Linked DNA regions of Rattus norvegicus: region 1 is linked to region 2. A link is a contact called in public Hi-C data. All regions are on one chromosome and are shown on one strand. The core of a region is the stretch at or near the end of the contact, and the rest is flanking DNA. Distances in the headings are between cores, read along the strand shown. Region 1 overlaps Nfia (nuclear factor I/A). Region 2 overlaps LOC120103114 (a long non-coding RNA gene).

Evidence for each region. A called contact is a pair of places that touch in the nucleus more often than the background predicts.
Region 1: a Hi-C map of liver shows a contact between it and region 2, with 4 times the contacts expected there. The contact joins two enhancer-like sites. A contact is called at or near these places in 3 of 12 Hi-C or Micro-C datasets (Schwann cells, frontal cortex and liver).

Annotation. Positions count from the first base shown.
Region 1 is chr5:117,645,539-117,649,874 of GRCr8, forward strand. All of the region lies in intron 2 of Nfia (nuclear factor I/A), which reads left to right. Among named protein-coding and RNA genes, the nearest start is that of Nfia, 90 kb to the left of the region's middle. Within about 2 kb of position 2,578, at least 79 of the 93 cell types and tissues checked have an H3K27ac peak or open chromatin away from gene starts, as enhancers often do. A contact at or near this core is called in Schwann cells and liver, where this site is marked.
Region 2 is chr5:117,528,275-117,532,470 of GRCr8, forward strand. LOC120103114 (a long non-coding RNA gene) reads right to left here. Exons shown (of 3, transcript XR_010066547.1): 3 at 1-4,196. It also overlaps a transcript of Nfia not described here. Among named protein-coding and RNA genes, the nearest start is that of Nfia, 27 kb to the right of the region's middle. Within about 2 kb of position 1,462, at least 74 of the 93 cell types and tissues checked have an H3K27ac peak or open chromatin away from gene starts, as enhancers often do. A contact at or near this core is called in Schwann cells and liver, where this site is marked.

The DNA of each region.
Region 1 (4,336 bases), core at 1,328-3,827, 120 kb after region 2:
AATGAGTGGTAAATTTGCCCCTGGTGTTTTAATTCCTAGTGAATTTCTTGCGAATCTGAGGAATTTCCTAAGAAAAGTGTCAGCCGTGGGTCAGAATGATTGTTTTTCAAAATTTAAAACTCATAAACAAAACTCATAAAATGAGAAAATTATTTATTACTCTACCCTTTCACTCTGGTTTTAGGTTTCATTCTTTGAAAGTGTTTGATCTGCCATTTAAATACATTAAAACTATTTTTACTTTCAATTCTTTCTGCATTTGTATTTTGGTTGCTACAGACAATCTATTTTTATCATGCATGTTGTTTTGACGGTTCATGCTGAGACTACAAGAGCTGACCATCTCGACCTTTCCGTCCAGTAGGGCAGTGGGAGGAAACATCTCAGAGCTAATTCTGTCTTGTTCACAGCTGGGAACAGAACATTCCTCTGTGATCCCCTTGCACATGATTCTCAGGGATCACTTGAAAGCTGGACTCAATACTAAGTCCTGGGCTTCTTAGGTTTAGTACAGACAAATTTAAGCGGACCATTTGGTTAAGAATCATGGAAGAGCAATGTAGTTGTTAAAAGTTTCATAAACATTTGAAAATGTAATTACTCGACAAATTGTTTTAATTTTGTAATGAAATCAAATCTAGAAGTTTCCTTAAGCCTAGGATGGATAATCAAGATTTGAGATCTTGAGGAATTTTCAAAACTAAAACTGTATATGGCATAGGATATAAACTCTTCATTTTCAACAAGTAGCAAATGTGTTAGTTCACCAAATGCATATTTTTTTTTCTTTTTTTCGGAGCTGGGGACCAAACCCAGGGCCTTGCTCTACCACTGAGCTAAATCCCCAACCCCGCATTAAACAAATGAACACCTAACAGTGGAGGGAGGCATGGTGGCACATACCTTTAGTCCCCAAACTTGGGAGGCAGAGGTAATGGGATCTCTGTGAGTTCAAAGCTAGCCTGGTCTACAGAGTGAATTCTAGGACAGCCAGTTTCTTCACACAAAGAAACCTTGCCTCAAAAAAAAAAAAAAATAACAAAACAACAACATCCCTAACAGCATAGTTTGCTTTACCTAAAATTTTGTGACATAAAATCAAAATACTTTAAAACCTTTCATATCTTTATATTTCTAAATATCTCTTTTTAAAATAACTATCCAGTTCCGCTAAATATATTTCCTTTGCAGTGCTAAGGAAAAGTGTGATTCATGTCACCATTTTAGACAGCAATGTAAATGTGACAATGATCAAAACTTCATAATGTATTTCAATTGTATGACGAACCCTCTTCCCCCGTTTGGAAGCTCATGGAAGACAGCCATGTCAGTCAGCTACATGCTTTATATGAGCCATTAGTTCATTACTTTTCTGAAGATTTTCTTGATGATCCTTTTTCATTTAGTTTCTTTATCCCTGTTAGAGATCTTAATCTTTTGATGACCAGTCTTATTATTTCCACATGCTTTAGAACTCTTCAGGTTTGGAGTTAGGTATTTTGAAGGATGCAGGACTTTGAAACATCTTAACCGGTTGTAGAAACGTGTACCTGAGATGCATACCTTGGAAACCGAGGCAAGAGAATCCTAAGTTTGAAACTTGACCAGGCTTCAGAGTGAATTCAAGAACAGAGTGAGCAGTCTACCTTGTTATATACCTAATCTCAAAACCAAACAAACACCAGCCTGGGTGTAGTTCAGTAGTAGACCAGTTGACTAATGGGTGCAAGGCCCTGGGTTCAAGGTTGTATCTTTCAAAATAAATAAATTGGTTTTAGACACCTTTCAAAGGTTTCTTTTTTCCTTGAGTGTTTAAAAAAAAGTGTAAAATTCACCAAATGGTGATTAAAGACCTCTATTATAGAACACGTACTCTTAGTAATGTGAATTGGGAGACAAGAAATAGCCTTACCCTAAACCTGAAAAGTTAGAAACGTACAAAAAGAGGTAAAAACATACCAAAAAAAAAACCCACTTAAAAAAACCCCAAGATCCTACTTGGGTAACTTGAAGGAGCATCTACTTGTTTTGCAGGAGTGGTAAGAGTTAAGAAAATGGTTGAGGATTATTTGGGCAGCTTGCTCTGGAGGAGCACATGGGAAACCACCAGTAAGCCTTCTGGTCTTGTGTTAACAAGCGATGCTGCGTGTTAAAGAACGTAGCCATTACTGAAAGGGTAGGAACACCCCAGTGGTCAGTGGCTAGCGGCCTGGTGCTTTCTGATATTGCCATAGGCAGGCCTGGCCAATCAGATGTGACCATTTGTTGGCCGTTGCTCCTTTGGCCATCACCGCAGTAAACACTTTCCCTTGAATGTTGGTTTTCTGTTGTGTCTGGCAGCCACAGAGGGCTTGAACTTCAGCCAGAGGCAAATATTTATACACCAGAGTGTGCAGTGTTCAACTGGTCAGGCCTGAGAGGAAGAGAGCTCCTTCTTGCCTTCGGCCAAAGGGGAATTATCTATTTTTCCTTCCTTCCCGCTGTGCCCTGCAGAGGTGGGACCTTACTGGAAGCCATTGGTTGCAGATGCACGTGCTCTGAGAAGGACACCCTCCTGACATTTCTGCCTGCTCCTTTAATTCTCCTTGCAAAGTTTACAGTTAGTATTTTCGCTGGAACGCTGTCAAGCTTGTGACAGCCCGAGTGTATGCCGAGCTGTGAAATCGAGCCGGAGAAGCAAGTTTGTGAGAAATCTGTTTCTACTCAAATCCGTGAGCTTCATTAAAACAAAAGCAGAAAAACAAAAACAAAAACAAGGAACTCGAGGGGGCCGTGGCCGGCTGGGCCCCCGGCGCCATTTCACGACCTGTGAGGCGACGACGCTGCCGTACATGGCGCCGTGTTTACCCGCCGCAGCCAATCAGCGCGCCGTGCCAAGCCACGTGACGTGCCACGAGGGCAGCACAGCCATTTCCTTGTTCCGAAAAAGCCTGCTTCCTCCGCAGAGTCCTTTGCCTTGCGTTGCATGCCAAATGTGCCTGCAGAATGTGTCTAGTGGACTGGCATTTGTCCACAAAGTTATTTCAGCAGGTAAAAAGTCTCTGCGCACTTGAGCTCGGTGCATTCTTTATGTAAAATGGATTTCCCTTCTTGGCCAAAGGCCAGGGGCACAGCGCACTGGCTGAGTGAGAAGAACGCTTCTCTGCTGAGAAACTGGTGGACCGACACACTCTTAATTTTTTGGCTTCTGACCAAACAAGCTAGATGAATGCCAAAATTCAACAAAATAACACATTATTGTGTGATAGGAGCCGTGCTCCAAGAGAGCAGGAACTCAGAGGAACTTCACACTGGCTCCCCACCCCTCCCCCTTTTGTTTTTTGGCTTTTTTTTTAAAGCATTGTCACTTTGGGGAGCTTTTGTAGGAAAATGGCTAAATGGAACCTAGAGAGTCAGATTTTTAGCAATAAACCTGAAGGAAGGGACTGAAAGAAAACAAGAGCTTAAAATTACGTTCATGAACTTTTCCCAGACAGAACACACAGTTCTCTGACTTTGCAGAGCTGCATTTAACCCTACAGGGTCCGTAGATGTGTCTGACTTGAAAGCTGAAGGACTTAAAGTGAGAATTCTGTGAGATTTAGCTACATTGTAAAGATTTCAAAATAGAAGGAGAACTGCAAATGTCAAATGTGGAGTTTATATTTCCCAAAGCAAAGACTGGTGTAAGTCTCATGCTTTGTTATGATTTTGTACCCTGACCCCATCTATCTGACTTTTTAAGTGAATGAAGTCTGTTCTTCCTTACATGGCAAGTCTCGAAAGACCTGTGCCTCGGTTTCTTTGTTTTCCACATACCTTCGGGACATTAAAAGAGAGAATTAAGATTCTTTTGGGCTATAAAAATGTTAGAAGGTAAGCTTGAAGAAAAAACACACAATTAGAATCAAACATAAAACACATCTCCAGTTTTAGCAGGAAAATTTTTTGAAAGGAAAAAGGAGGTCTTTGCCATTTTGCTCATCCACACAGCACCCAGTCTAGCAATATAAAGAATTACTGTAGTTTCTATCATCCCTTTGCTTACAATGTTTAGTGTTTTCCAATGCATTTAGAATACAATTCAAACTGGTAGCCATGGCCTACCCTACATGATCTGGCATCTGTACCTGCCTCTCTAGCCTCACTTTATCCTATTGATTTTTTTGTATGCTTGAACCTTGCTGGTCTCCTTTTGAGGTTGAATCTGCTAGTCTGTTTGCTCTTTGTTGTCTGCTTATAATGAGGTCTCTCCCTTTTCTTTTGTGTGATACATTCTTGCCCTTCAGCTCTCAGCTCAGAGGATATCTCCATACAGGAGTAATCTGAGGTTGGCAATCATGCTTTTACATAGAAT
Region 2 (4,196 bases), core at 212-2,711:
GAAGAGCCAATAGCCAGTGCTTGAATCAGTTATTGGGGCCACTTGGCTGGCTTTCTCATCTCTTCCTTATAAAGACCTAATCTTTCATGGAGCAGAAAACACATATTCAATGGCTTTAAAGTTTTATTTTTCAGAAGGTTTCCCCTCCTTTAAAAATAGGTAGGAGCTCTTAGCACCAGCAGTTTCTCACCTACTTTGTCTCATTAATTTAGGGGGAAAAAAAACTATCACAGCTATAGTTCTAAAGGAGATGAGAAAGGAGAGTGAATGACGGAGCGACTTGTTTAAGGTCACACAGATACTCTTCCTAATGAAATTGACTGCTGCTCTCCTTGGCTGAAACCTGGAGGAGATACTGGAATCAAAATCCAGCCAAACCATTAGAGCGCGAACAAGTCCAATCAGAGCTAGTACTGTTCTGTTTCCCAACTTCTGCACGCCTCCAACGCGCATTTTCGGTATGGTCTCGTCTGTTGCTGCCTGCCAACAGACCGATCGGTCTGGAGTGATTACAAATATGAGATGGCTGTGCCCAAAATCCGGCCTTGTTTAGGAAAGGTTCACCAGCCTTCTCACCAACGTGCTAGTTAGAACTCGACTGTAGGTGGCGCCCTGCTTCGCTTAGGGGAACTTGAAAGAAGAGAACCCGGGTCACCAGTCTCTCTCTCTCTCTCTCTCTCTCTCTCTCTCTCTCTCTCTCTCTCTCTCTCTCTCTCTCTCTCTCTCTCTCTCTCTCTCTCTCTCTCTCTCTCTCTCTCTCTCTCTCTCTCTCTCTCTGTTCTTTTCTCCCCCGACCTCACTCCCCCCTTCCACCCCCACCCCACCCCCGCTCCTCCGGGGTGGGCGGAGCTGAACGATTAAGCTGCACTTCCCAAGTGGTAGAGCGTAGTGATCGAGCTCTGAGCGCTCTCTGCCCAGCGTGGCGCTCCAGAGCGGTGCTCGAACCCCAATAGTCCTGCGGCCCAGGCCACCCTCATTCTTATACCCCTTTCCCCAAAGTCAGCAATGGGACTAGAGGACTGAGGACAGTGTGATCCCTAGTGTGACCCCGTGATTGAGGGGCGGGGAGAGACAACTTTACAAAGCTCTAAAAGGTCAAACCTCAAAAGACTTGCAAGAGAAGCAGCAGGGTGCACCTGCAGAGTCTGCTTAGGGAACCGCAGACCGCCTCCTCAGGACCTGCTATCTGCACCCTGGGCGGTCTCTTCAAGGTCTTTCTTCCCTCTGACCCGGTCCTGGCCCTGAGCTTTTTCGTTGCGAAATTGAGTTCCCATATTCGAATCCCAGCTCACCCGCGTGGGGTTATACGCGATGGAGCCGGGTGTCGGGAGTGATCACATTGCAGCTGGGCTGGGGGCACTTCGAGAGACGGAACAGAGTAGGGAAGGAGAGTGGGGTCCCACGGTGGCTGGGCGCTGAGTGACCGGGTCATTGGGATGTCCCGCGGGGCGGGAGGACGTGTAGGGCGGCGCCAACCTCCGGCCTGGGTTGCTCCGCTGCGGCCACCGGCGGATACGTCCCGTGCGCGGGTTCCAGCTTGAAGATCAACCGAAGTCCTTTCTACTGCAGCAGCGGAGGGAACTCTAGGTGGATGATTTGCTCCGACTGTACTTCGCGAAGAAGACATTTTCTCCTAGAAGCTTCTGAAGTTGAGCATGTTAGGTTAGGGGGAATCGTGGGGGTCCTCCGCTCCGTACCAGCGGCCTGGGACAGGCGGGAGAGTGTGTTAGCGAGGCTGTGGGGAGGAAAAGTGAAAGCGGAACTGTATGACTCTTAGAGGTCTAGGGAAGGAAAGCCTACAGCCACTGAAAAGAATGCTTAGAAAATACACTGCAAAAAGCTTACTCTTTTACCCAAACTCTTTCTTTGATCGGAAAACAGTAAAAGACACCTGACTAGACTTTCCCCGCCCCCTACCAATTAGAACCTGTTACACGTCCTCAAGTCCATAAAATAACTGTTGGGGTAAATTTAAATAAACAATGGCAACGGGGTATGTGCAGTTGCGACGCTTGGTTGCAACTCCATTTAGTGGCAGCTTTTATCTTGAGGAAAGTTGGAGTGTATCTATTAGTCTCTTGTGCTTCAGATGTGCCGCCCCTAAGAAGGGAATACGAGAAATAGAAAATACTGTTATGGAACCATTACATTGAGACCCATTTTAACACTCTGATCTTGGAATTCCAGCACTGCACTCTTCCCTAGGGTTAACTTTAGCAGGAATATCACCAGGCCTAGTCTCTACGTGAGTCTTAAAACTTCAAGCAATTGCTTTGGGCAGTAACTCCAACAAAAGTGATCTTCATACTCCCTGGGAGGCAGAAACTGGATTTGGCCTCTTTTGAGAGGGCAGGTGTGTGATTTATTCACCGAGCTGGTGGGTAAAAGAGACAGAAACCACAAAGGCCTCGTGATCTGGTCCCCTACCAGGGCATTTATGCAGAGAATGGTGGACATGTTGAGATTGTGCTTCCAATGTTAGCAAAGCTGGTGGATGGATTGTGTCTCCTACAAAGTGGGTGCCCACATTGCACTCAGCACTCTTCCTCCTTGGTAAACTGGATGAAAAGGGTCCCCCCCCCCCCCAAGCCATAAATGAAGTCTTCATTCCTATTCCAGGGTTGAGACCTGGGCCAAGGTCTTGAATGACTAGCTTGTAGCCCACACTTGATGAATATAACTTACCAGGAGCAAGGGAGCACTTACTGGTTTACTGAAAGTTGGTATCCTCTTTCCAAGAGATAATTTAAGAAGACACTACCTAACAGTGTGGAAACCCCTGGAGGACTAGGAATGTTCGGCTTGGGTTGTGTTTGCTAAGAGGGTTTGAGTGGAGATTTAGACACATGAAATCTGAACACTGTTATGGCTTCCACAAGCTCTCCTGTCTGAGAAAGTACAGAACTCTGCCACTTTCCCCTTGAAAAGCATAAATGAATGTGGGTGATAGACTGCTGTGCCCCTTCCCCCAAACACACACCTTTACATTCTGGGTTCTTCAGCCAGCCAAAGAGCAAGAGCTTATCACACGTAAATATGTGGGGAACAGGCCTGACTTAAGGCCAAGCACAAAGAGGCAGGAACTTTGGGCATTAGAAGGAAGGGTTATGATCAGTCAGTTGTCAGTCAGTCAGTCAGTCAGGCAATAGGAGAGGACAATGTCTGCTGCAGAGTTGCAGCAAGCAGTGGGAAACAGCTCAGCCTACAGTCCTGTCTGCTCCAGAGGCTGACACTCCACGGCCCACAGTACCCAGTACTGTGCTCCCAAAGTTGAAAACTTTGGGCTTATAGTTGGGCTGCACCCAGCCTTTCCCCCATTCCTGCAGGCAGCCCTCTCTGTAAGCAGACGTTCCACCCTTAGTGGCAAAGATGCTTCTCTGAAACCCTGCTCTGGAAAACGTTTTAACCTGATGATATACTGCAGTGTCATTAAGTTGTCCTCCAGAAGGCCTGGAAGAGCTGTTTTCCTGTGCGGTTCAAGGACTCAAATGACTGAGCAAGAGTGAGCACACTTAAGGCTTTTTGTGCCGTAAAGAGGGCATTTTATTTTCATTTTGGTTGGCCTTTGGTTTGGGTTTGTATCTGCTTTGTTTTGGGGTTACTTTGTAACTGCTTACAATACTTCAAACTCGTGCAACACTTTCCCTATGAGGAGACTGATAAACTCGCTCCATCACCTAAGCCACTGAGGACCGGCTGCCGAGGTAGAGGGCCTATTAATGGAGAATTAGTGAACAATTAGATCGGGTTTCCCGGGAGTTGGGGGAGATAGAAACGTCAGGGCTCAGGCCTCTCCCAAATCTTTAACAGGGAAAGAAGTCGCGCCAGAGAGCGCCTTTCGAAGTTCAGCTGTGCTTAACAGCCGATCTTCCTTTCAGGACAACTACTAAAAGGCTCTCAGTGGGCTTCAGCTTCCAAAGATCGAGGGCTGGTCAGCCGTGGCTCTCCCTCCTTCCCCCTCCCCCTTCCCCCAACCCCCTTCCCCCTTCCCGGAGCGTTGCTCAGGACTTCAGCAAGTCGAGGTCAACTCCTGGGCCAGAGGGCAGCACCTAGCTGCCACCTCCTTCAGCCACAGTCTTGACCTTGGCCTCAGCTTCTGTTCCTCCAGTTCCTTGCCTCCACTCGTCGAGACTCTGCTCTTCTCTGGGTCTAAAATAGAAGATACCCGTGGTCCAAATGGGTGGGGATGAGAGTGA